Regions from separate parts of the Gossypium hirsutum genome. Here region 1 is linked to region 2. The links are chromatin contacts, called in public Hi-C maps. All regions are on one chromosome and are shown on one strand. Each heading gives the region's core, a stretch centred on a gene start, on an enhancer-like site or on the middle of the called end of the contact. The rest is flanking DNA. Distances are from core to core; before and after follow the strand shown. Region 1 holds the start of LOC107913276 (casein kinase II subunit alpha). Region 2 holds the start of LOC107913271.

The links. A called contact is a pair of places that touch in the nucleus more often than the background predicts.
Region 1: a Hi-C map of leaf shows a contact between it and region 2, with 2.8 times the contacts expected there. The contact joins the promoter of LOC107913276 here to the promoter of LOC107913271 in region 2. A contact is called at or near these places in 2 of 34 Hi-C or Micro-C datasets (both in leaf).

Annotation. Positions count from the first base shown.
Region 1 is chrD11:28,047,455-28,053,196 of Gossypium_hirsutum_v2.1, reverse strand. LOC107913276 (casein kinase II subunit alpha) reads right to left here and starts at 2,364. Exons shown (of 10, transcript XM_016841809.2): 1 at 1,808-2,364; 2 at 1,429-1,558; 3 at 1,163-1,357. The coding sequence starts at 2,181.
Region 2 is chrD11:27,636,223-27,641,962 of Gossypium_hirsutum_v2.1, reverse strand. It overlaps LOC107913271, which reads left to right and starts at 2,263. Exons shown (of 2, transcript XM_016841804.2): 1 at 2,263-2,606; 2 at 2,954-4,402. The coding sequence starts at 2,961. The coding sequence ends at 4,028.

The DNA.
Region 1 (5,742 bases), core at 1,115-3,614, 410 kb before region 2:
AAATATAAAAATTCACATCGTATGCATAGCCATCTTACAAAGAAATCTAGATGTGCTGAAATTTTTTGAAGCCAAGGCAAATAAGAATGCACAAACATCAGTTAAAATTCAAAATATTGTGATTACATCAAAAAAGGTTCTGCAGACAACAAATTCATATTAAAAAAATACCAATTCTCACAGTTGACTATGACAGACATCTCATGCGATCTTTCAATCACAACAGGCAGAAAAGTTATTAGACATAAACCAGAACGGGAAAGAGTGTAGGCCTAAAAATAGGAAATACGACAGCATCCATTACATTGTATATGTATACTAATAATGCCACAGAAACAGTCTACAAATAATTAACATCCTTCCAACTGTGCACACATAAGATGCTTCCAGTCTATGGGCATCTATCCTCATATAAGATCCTCCAATCCAAAATAGAGAGAAATAAATCAGACACTAAGGGCGTATTCAACCTTAGGTCTATCACTCAAGCACACTAAATTTTGTCACAAACAACTATAATCTCTCGCCAAAATGGCACTATCATATTGCAAAGAAATCTAGGTATTTTCTAAGTATTTCTTAAAATTAGAGCCAATGACTACCCCAAATCAATGTGGTTCACAAATTTCATAATCCAACTGCTCAAGCATGTACTGTACAAGGTATGAACAGGGCTCTATGTTAAACAGAATCTCTATTTTCCCTGAAGTACTTGTGTTCGATGCATATTTGCAGATGGGGTATGGCATATGGTGGTTCAAATACATTGAAAAAGAAAAAATTGAGTATAAACTTGCAGATATATACTGATATACGACAATCGCCTCAAGTTTAGGTAGCATCTACAAGGCCTATACCCACCATCTCAATACAACAATACCTTCCTGATTTATGAGAAAAACATTGACATAGGAAAAATGACTACATTTAATCTAATTTTGAAGTTTAATCAACAGAAATATACTTCTAGTTCTTTGACTAGAGGCTAGGTACCAAAACCAAAGGAAATCATCTCTCATCCCCCATCATGAACTAGTTGAACATAATGTATAATTGCAGCGAGGGCTCCTTATGCCTACAAATATGCATCTCATTTCAACTTCAAATTCAATGTCAGTAGTATCTCTGAATAAACAAAGCAACTAGCAAATCATGTACTTGCCTTCAGAAGTTCATAGATATAATATCGAATATCATAATCAGACAGCGTCGGATAAAGCACTTTAAAATCCGTATTATTCACATATTCAAATATAAGACTTGGAGTCTTCGACTGCTGATCCCTAACTATATCCAGCAACTTCACAATATTCGGCCCTCCACAAAGATTCTGCAGTATTTTAATCTCCCTCTTAATCTGCATTCCAAACAGTCATTCTTAATTAAACCAACTTACATTAAACACAATTAAATTTAAGTAATACAAACCTTCTTCTTCTTGACCGGTTTGAGAATCTTGATAACACATTTCTCGTTATCCGTAATATGAACCCCCTCGAAAACCTCACTGTATTTCCCTCGTCCGACTTTCCTCACCACCTCGTAATCATCTTGTTCGCTGCCAAAACCATACTCAAATCAATCAATTAAACAAATCATTACGATGTTTCCAATAACCAGTTAAGTTCAATCTAACATTCCAGCCAATATAAAATAAAAACCCTAAGATTCAAATTTCCAATAACCAAACTGCATTAAATATAAAAGTTTCAAACTATTAAAATAAAACAAATTACGGGTAGCAATACGTATATGGAAAATAGAGGGTTCGTAGATAGAAGGGAGAATAGGAAGGAAAATAAAATACCCCCATTGAACAGTGAGGAGCTCGTAGTCCCAATATTCTTTAGGACGAATAACGTTGACATCGGCGTAAACCCTAGATTTAGATGGGGCGCCAGGGCGCCTGTTGGATTTTCCGATCTTTTGAGCCAGGGTTTCGGCTTCTTTTAGCTCCTTTAAACAAAGGCCTTTTTTGTGTTGCTGTTGTTGTTGAGAGAAGGGAAAGTATGAGGTTTTGGAGACGATTCCACGGAGAAGATAGGGAGAGGGAAGAGAGAGAGCGGAAGTTAAGGAGGAGAGGAGGGAGAGGCTAAGACGGTGGTGGCGGTGGTGGTGGTGGTGGTGATGATGATGGTGGTCAAGAGAGATTATTATGAAATTCAAGGACCTTATGGCCATTTACAGCTTGGCTTCTCACGAAAAAGGAGGGCAGGTTTTTCTTTTCTTACTAAACGACAACGTTTTCTAACTTAATTGTTTAAAAAAACAACATGCACAACAATAGCAAACGCGCCGTTTAGTCAATTGCTATCCCTATGCTTATGGTTCTGAAAGTCCGGACTAACACAATTCGGATGAACCATCGGATAATACCCAACCCATTAATCTTTCATAATCAATTAATTATTTTATTAGATTTACATGCTCTTTATTAGGTTTGTTTATATGAAAATGTTCTTCTTTTATTATTTATTATTTATTAAAATATTTGTATACAAAAATTATTTTTGAGAATACAGCTTTAAGAATTTCTCAACATCTAAAAGTGTTATGTTTAGTGAGACTATTTCCATTGCTAAGTTTTTTTTTTACTGTGAATTGGAATCATGATAATTATTTTGAAATGATTACACTACCTAGACATACATTGATATCGAGTTTTGAATAATAGTTTAAAAATTCTAATAAAACTTTAATTTTAAATACATATAAATAACCTATCAAACTTGTTAGTTTTTCATAGAAAATAAAAAAATATCATCTTCTATAGTCTACCGTAGCCTACATTAATAAGTATATCAAACTTTTAATTTCCTAACATATCATAATGGTGGTTCACTTATTGAGATCCAAACAATGACATGTTGTCAAGAATGCAGTAACATTAGAGTATTCTCTTGTAGCTCGACTTTATGGTAATATGGGTTTAGATTACCTAATGAAAAAATAATTCCTCTGTTAATGGAACGAGGCAAAATTGGAGAGTATGTGCGAGAGTTCAGGGAACTTGTAACAGCCCGTTTTTAGTAAAACTGGAACAATGATTTCGGGACCACAAATCTGAGTCCGAAAAGAAAATTTTTTTAATATTATTTTATGGTTTGAATTATAATAGGAAAATCGTATGAAAATTTTGTTAAGAAAATTTTACTGATTACATGTTTAATTGATAAAAGGACCAAATTGCATGAAATGTTAAAGTTGGTTTCTAGTAGCTATAAGTATCAAATAGCTATGAAATTCAAAGTTTGAGGTCCTTATATAGAAAATAGACCATTAAGAGAAATTAGTAGATAAGGATGATGATTCATCCATGGAAATTTAATTAAAGAAAAGGATGAAATTGGAAATAAAAGATATTAAAAGATGATAAATGATTAAATAAAGAAAATATCATCATTTATCATCGTCTTTCCCAAATTTTTTTATGGAAACCCTAGCTAAGAGAAAAGAGCTCAAGCAAGCTTTCTTGGCTTAATTAGGTATGAATTCTTGTCCTGTTTTTAGTAGCTTTTATGTTTCTGATATTGTAATAGCATAATTAAGCTATTTTGGGGATTAATTTGCAAAGTTATCAAAGTTCTAGGATTTTTCCATGGATGAATATAGTTGAATTATGAAGTTTTATGGTAGAAAATGAAAGGTTGTTGATAGATAAACAACTTTTGTTAAAGGAATTTTGATGAAAATGTGATTTAGGGACTAAATTGTAAAAATGTAAAATTCATTGAAAAATTCTATTTTTTTGAAATACATGGGCTGCTATTGATACATGTAAAATTTAGCTGGGCTTGGAATAAGGATTAAATTGCATGAATTTCATTTTCCGAGCCTAGGGACGAAATTGTCATTAATTAAAAGTATAGGGAAAACGGTAATTCTGCCTAAGATGTGACTTGGATTGAATTGAATGTAAATTTTATTAAATTGAGTTAATTTACTCGTATAGATCTGGAAAGACAAAATACGGAGCTAGATTGAGGTAAAGAAAAAGTAACGGATTAGTAGATTACAACTCACGAACATTATCGAGGTAAGTTCGTGTAACTCAATTGTGTATATTTATATGCTTATATTGAGTGTTGAATATGTAAATTGTGTAAATGTCATATATGTGTATGTAATTGATCTCATAACTGAAAATCTCTTATAAATAAATAAGTCCTGTTTGGATAATGAGATTTGATGGATACAGGGATCTGTTTCCCGAAATGGTAGTGTTCCTGCATATGTTGCGGACGTACCGTAGCTCGAAAGAGCATCCGTTACAAGCCCTTTCAAGCTTCTCATTATATAATGTTTTTGTGAGCTTTTCGTTAAATGCTCTTCGAAGCATCCTGATCAGTTGTGACCCTACATGTGTTGTAGGCACACCGCAGCTCTTATGAGCGTCCCGTTATATGGCTCTTTGTGAGCTTTCCGTTAGTGCTTGCTTGAACTTCCCGTTATATAGCTATTTAATGCTTCCTAATTAAGTGCTCTTCGGAGCTACCCGTTAATTGCTCTTCAGAGCTACCCGTTATAGGCTCTTTGTGAACTTTCCGTTATATTACCCGGAAAAGCTTCCTGTACAAGGCTCAATGAGCTTCCCGTTATAGTGCTTGAGAGAGAGCTTTTTGTTTAAGTGCTCATTAAAGCACTTTCGGATATAAATTGGCGGATTTATAGTATTGTACACTTCAGGTGTACTACCTAAGTATCCATTGAGATTTCAAATTATTCAACGGGTGAAATTCTAATATGAGAACATATGAAACCAAGATGAATCAATACCCGTATATACATGAATTACATGAAACAAGATTTTTATATTTGATGAGTTTATCCTTATTATTGATATTTACATGAAATGAATGACTAACATGCTTGGTGAAGTTATGTGTTAGGCAAATGGCCAAATTGCTTTGGATGCATTTTGTATGCTTACTTTATGTATAAATGTATGGTAAGTTAATTTCCGTTATACAAACTTACTAAGCATTAAGTGCTTACTCAGTTGTATTTCCTCTGTTTTATAGTACTCGGAAGCTCGTTGGTTTGGAAGCTTGGCAGAGATCACTCACACTATCTATCGGCCCATTTCGGTACAATTATGAAACTAATTTTGATTATAATGGCATGTATAGGGTAACTTGGCCATTGTTGGCATTTTAAATATTTTGGTTGTAACTAGCCATTTGTATGACTTATGTTTGGTATATTTTGAAAAGTGTATATATATATGGCCTTAAACATGTTTGATGTGTGAAATTGAAATGGTTTAATGATGGTAAACATATGGATGAATGGATGGAGATAGCATAATTGATAAAGTATGCATATATGTAAATTTGATCAATTAGGTAAGATTGAGTATAGGAATACATGTGATGAAGTATCATGCATAAGACTTGGTTTTAGCTTGGTTTAAATGTCTTGAATTGGTTGATAAATGTGTTTAAGTGCTTATGTAGGTGGAAGGTGAAATTGGGTGAGGAATAAGGCTTGGAAATTACGTTATTTTTTCCACACGGGCAGAGACAGAGACATGGGCATGTGTCTCAGCCGTGTGTGACACACAGCCTAGCACATGGGCGTGTGTTCTGGTCATGTGTCCCCTGCATCTTAAAAATTCAAAACAGAATGCACAAGAATTTTCACACGGCTTGGCATATGGGCGTGTGGCTTGGCCGTGTGGCCTCTGCACTTAAATGTATTGCAAGTTAGAGAGTTACACGGATTGAGGACATGACCGTGTGC
Region 2 (5,740 bases), core at 1,014-3,513:
TGCAAAAACTAATTACTAAATTTCCTAAGTAGGCATACCAACACACGAAGAATAACACAAGCATGGAACGAAAATAAATCAGGAGAAACTAAAGCTAAAACTAATGATAAAAGAAATAAGACTAAACATAATAGCAGGAAAAACTAAAGAAAATAAATAATAAAAAACAAGAATAAAAATAACAATTAAAAATTTTGATTAAACAGATCCTACTAAAACTAAAACTAAAAATAAGAACAATGAAAATAATAATGAAAATAACACTAAAAATGTAGGAATAGTAAAACAAATAAATATAATAACAATAAATAAAAATGAAAATAAAATAATAATAATAATAATAACAAAAGGAAAAAGAATAGATAGTAGGGAATCGATAGGCGATGGTGGCAAACGTTGGTGGTGGTCGACGGGGTAGTGCGTTGTTGTGGTCGAAGGTGGGCCAACGACGGGGTGTTTGCGCGGTGGTTAGGGACGGCGATGATAAAGTTTTGAGTTGGTAGGGAAGGATGCGATGAGAGGGATGGGAAAGGGGAAGGCAAGTGGCGGATAATGGAGAGGGAAGGATGCGATGAGAGGGAAGGATGCGATGAGAGGGATAAGAGAGGAGGGTTTCAGTTAGGAGTGGCTGGGGAAGGGAAAAAAGAAAATTAGGGGAAATGGGGAAAGGGGGAATTGCGAGGGAGAGGGAAAGAGAAAGGAGCGGTTAGGATGAGAAAGGGAAGAACTTGGGCGACGGTGGGAGGTGCGGATGGGAGTGAGAGAAAAAAAGGGCAAGGACGATTGTGGCCAGAATGGGGGGTCGAAGTGGGTAAAGGCAGAGTGGTGGCTAGGGGAAAGAAGTGAGGGAAGAAGAAGACAAAACAAAAAGAAAAGGAAAAATTAGGGTTTTAAATGGGCACAATCATGTTTAGGCTCATGTTGGGCCACACAGCTGTGTCACACACTCGTGTGCCACTCCTTCAGGCCGTGTGTGATTTAAAACTCAAAGCCTAGTGGTCACACGGCCTCGGACATGCTCGTGTGCCAAGTCGTGTGTGATTTTCTTTCGCTTCTTTCATGCCCATGTGCGAGGCCATGCGGGGCACAGATCTCACACACGCCCGTGTGACAGGTTGTGTCTCGCACACGGCCGTGTTTATGGCCTGTGTAACTCTCTGACTTGCAATTAAATTTGAAAAATTAATTCCAGTGTTCACGCGGCCTTGGACACAGCCGTGTCGCTAGGTCGTGTGGATCATCTTAGGTCGTGTAACCATCAAAATTGGATTCAAATCTTAACTCTGTATTTGACACATGTAATTGGGGGCCTTTTAAATATCTATTGTACATGATTATGATTATGAATTGAAAATGTTTTGATATTTTCATAATTGTATTTTTTTTTCATATTTTTAATTATTTATATATTTTCATAATTGTATAATTGTATAATTGAAAATGTTCTTATATTGACATTATTTTCATCGTTTATAATGTCTATTGTATGTCTTTTTTTCATATTTTTAATTGTTTAATAACTCACATTAATTGTTTATATATTTTCGAGTATCTTAATTATTATATTATTGTGCAATATAAGAACATTCTTTGGTTTCGAATACTTCACAACAAAAATTATTATGTTGATAGAACATTCTTTTTAGAGAATAATGTTTATAAGCCTTTATTGATAGGTGTCAATGAAACTTATGCCCTTGTTGTTCATGTTCATGATTATGTTGGAAGAGTGAATTAAGTTGGGTAGGGTTAACATGAGGTTAAAAAAATTAAACTTAAGCATGGCCAAAAATTAGTTGAGTCGATTGAATCGGACAGGTTAATCAACTTATGAATATCTCTAGATTAAAATATATTTAGATCATGATTAGAATAAATTTAAACATGATTTATACGTGATGAAATTTAAAACATAATAAAATTTGAAGTAAAAATCTACCCATAATAAAACTCCAAATTTCCAAAACCTAAATCTTACCATTAAGTCAAAGTATTATTAATGAAAATAATTTTTTTAACTCCAAAATAAAATTAAAAATAACACTTTTTTTTACTTAACTGTCTAAAAATTACATCAAATAAATTTTCTTAAATTCCTTATATTTAATAACTTGTTTCTTATTAGATATTGTATTGATTAATAAATAGATAATTTAAAATAAAAATAAAAAGTTAGTTGTTCATGCTGCTTCGATACTGCACTTTTTTTTTTTCTTTTAGTTAAAATATTTTTCGTCAAAATTGGATTTATTGAAAATAGATGGAGCTTTGACCTTTGTTGATAGATATTTTACTTTTCCTCTCGGAAACTGCATTAAATTCGGAAGGCTTAATTCTAAATTACTCAAAAACTGAGACGCTGATTGGACAATCCAACATTCGACCCAAAGCTAACCAGCTTAGCACTTAGCATAGTTTACACTCGTTTTCAAAACGCGCATGTTTCTTTGACCATGATCACTCCAATAGAAGCTTTCAAAGCTTCTTGCCCTAATCTCTTTGCTCTCTACTTTCACAAGCTTCTGATTGATTAATAATGCTTTTCTTTTTTTGCTGCAAATTCAGTTCAACTTCTTTGAATTCAGTTATATAGTTCCTTAATTCAGGTGGGTTTTGCTTTGTTTCTATTTTACATTTTCTTTTTCCGTTGCTTACCATTACTGCTTTACTGTTTCTTTGTTTGAGACTGGTAGTTTCAAATTTTGTAGATTTATCTTTCTGGATTTCTCTTTGATTTGTGGTTTTTGAATGATTTATTAGTTAAATGAAGTTACTTATTCTTAATGCAGTTTTTCATCTGGGTTTTGTTTGTTTTGTTTGAATTTTAGTATTTTTTGGTCCCGTCTTGCTATCTTAGAGGATGACATGGGGGTTTTGGTGGTGGTTTTGATTGATAATTAAGTAGGATTTTTATTTGGAAGTTGATTTTTTTGTTTTTTGGCTGAAATTTTAGATTTTGGATGATAGTGATGAACTTGGAAACTGAAATGCCGGGTCGACGGCATTTTTCTCTAGTAGATACTTTAGCGCTGAAATCTCAGATTGAAAGGAAGATTGGGCCTATAAAAGCTGAGAAGTACTTTAATCTGCTCACTAGATTTTTGAGTCTTAAGATTGGGAAACCCGAGTTTGATAGGCTCTGCATTGGTATAATTGGGAGAGAAAATGTTCGTCTTCATAATCATCTCCTCAGATCGATTATTAGAAATGCTTCTCTTTCGAAGAATCATCCATCAACAGGGAACAAATTGGAAGGTGCTTTAAGTGTTAAAGCGGCGAATGGGTATCAAAGAAGTAATCTTAAGTCAATGTGCAAAGACTTTCCTCAATCCCCTCGTAAGGGAAGGACTACAAATCTCCGTGATCAGAACCATCCAAGTCCTTTAGGGCCTCATGGGAAGAGCCGTGGTACTGTTTGTGAAGATGCAGTTCCGAGAGTTCAAGAACAGCAAAGTGCTACCGAGTTGCTTTCTCTGGGTAGCAGACCACCTATGTCCTTCGAAGAAGGAGAGGAAGTTGATCAAGTTGCAGGAAGCCCAAGCATTCACAGTAGGAGTCCTGTTAGAGCTCCGCTTGGCATATCTTTGAATGCTAAAGGAATGCGAAAAGTGCCATGGAACAGATTAGCATCCGCTTCTGAGACATGTCATTGCAAAGGTGAACTACCTGACACAGGTTCTTTGAGAAAAAGGTTGGAAAAGAAGTTAGAGATGGAGGGATTAAACATGTCAGTAGATTGTGCCAATTTGTTGAACAGTAGCCTTGATGTTTCCATGAAGAGATTGATAAAACCCTGTTTGGAATTGGCTGGTTCAAGGTCCGGACAGAAACTTATTGACCAAGGTCACAATTGGTCCACAGTCTCTTTGAACGGGATGCGGCCTTTGGGATATGCTCAAAAACAGAATGGGTCCATTTCTGCATCAATGTTAGACTTTCGAGTTGCAATGGAAATAAACTCCCCTCTCCTTGGGGTGGACTGGCCAACAAAACTTGAGAAGGTGTGCCTGCATGCTTCAGAAGAGTGAGCCGGAACTCACTATCCATTGGTTCTGAGTTGAACCAGGTTCCGGTGCTAGAGCAATTTTTGAGTTATTTCAGTTACGAAGTATGCTCTAACATTGATCTTGATTATTCCATTTTTTAGAACGGATGAAGTAAATAAGTATAAAGAAGGCGAAAGGGGGTTTTGGATCAAGCCAATTAGGTTGTATACAGGTCATGGCTCTGATTTATCCTCGAGGTTTGACAGCTTAACATGGAGAAATCCAATTATATTGACACTTTGTAGAAATCTACCTGTTAGAAATAGGTTAGCAATTATCTCCACCTGTTACCTATAGTTGCTGTAGTTAAGTGAAGACATATTTTCGTAATAATAAAGCATATATTTTAGCTTTCAGCTTGATCTTGTTGAATTTGTTATATGACCTTTCATTATCTACTATTTCCTTCCCTCTGATGTGGTTTGTCATTGTTTTACATTGATAAATGCATCTATGCGGTAGTTAATTGCCCTGCCAGCATAAATGAACTTATATCGAGAGCAGTGCATTTGAATGCTGAAAATAATTCGTTGTGCGAAGCTCTGTATATCCTTACATGAGATGGATGTTTTTCACTTTTTGTGTTTATTTCTCATTACGCCTATACCTGTGGACTTTTTGAATCATATCATTGCAAAAGTCGTCATTCGTACCTTTATGAGATCAGTCTGCTCTCCTTTTTATGGCATGCCAGTGCAGAACTCGAACCTTTCGTGTTTTCTGCATTTCTAGTTGGATATTGTTTGGGCATATAGCGCAAATAATAGAGAAGATGGTTTTATAGAAGCCATTTGCTCTTGTAGGAGGAACAAAAAGCGGTTAAGGAGGTGGAACATTGTCTTGATGACCAACCCCAAGGCTGATATCTCAATCGAGGTGGTCCAATGGTACTTGCTCCTGTCATGCACTTGTTATGTTTCCCTCATTGTATGCAGGATCGGATCGAGAGAAATACCAAACCGAATCTTGCCTATTAATGTTACAGTTCCGATGCTTAAAAGTGAGCTAAATAAACAGCTAAACTTAACCAACACTTGCAGTGAGTGGGAAGATCATTTTATGGATTGAAACTTATGCAGATTCTGATTTGATGAGCTGAGCTGAGCATTGATGCCTGTTTATAAAAGCAAAGAATAGTTGAACTCTTCTTGTTGTAGGTGTCTTGTAATTTTCTCTCCTTGACTTACAAGATTAAGAAATCAATTTTCCATAGGCTTAAAAGGATGGGGACCTACATACAATCGAATCTAAAAATAGAGAAAGAAGAAAAGGCAAAATGTTAAAATAAAGGCACAAAGAGACACGATGAGTTTGTGTGGCTAAGCTCAACATGACAGCAAGTAGTGGCTGGATCGGACAATGTATCCAAAATCATAACATCAGCCAGCCCCCATTATCTAAATACAAAAATTAAAAAGAGAGAGATCTGACTCCTAACCCTAAGCTGTTGTCTAATCCACATCATGTTGTTTCCCTAATTGGTTCGGTTCTTCAATGTTTCATGCCCCTTTTTAGTATCCCATTTTTCTTGCACACATAATTTTATTTTGTTTTATTTCTTTTTCTTGAATTCAGCAATATTTTTAAGACTTGTTTGAAATTTTTGGTTGTTGAGGCTGAAAACAACAAAAGCTTCTCTTTTTCATCATCATTATTACTACTTACATTGATTTCTTTAAAATAACTATTTCAAT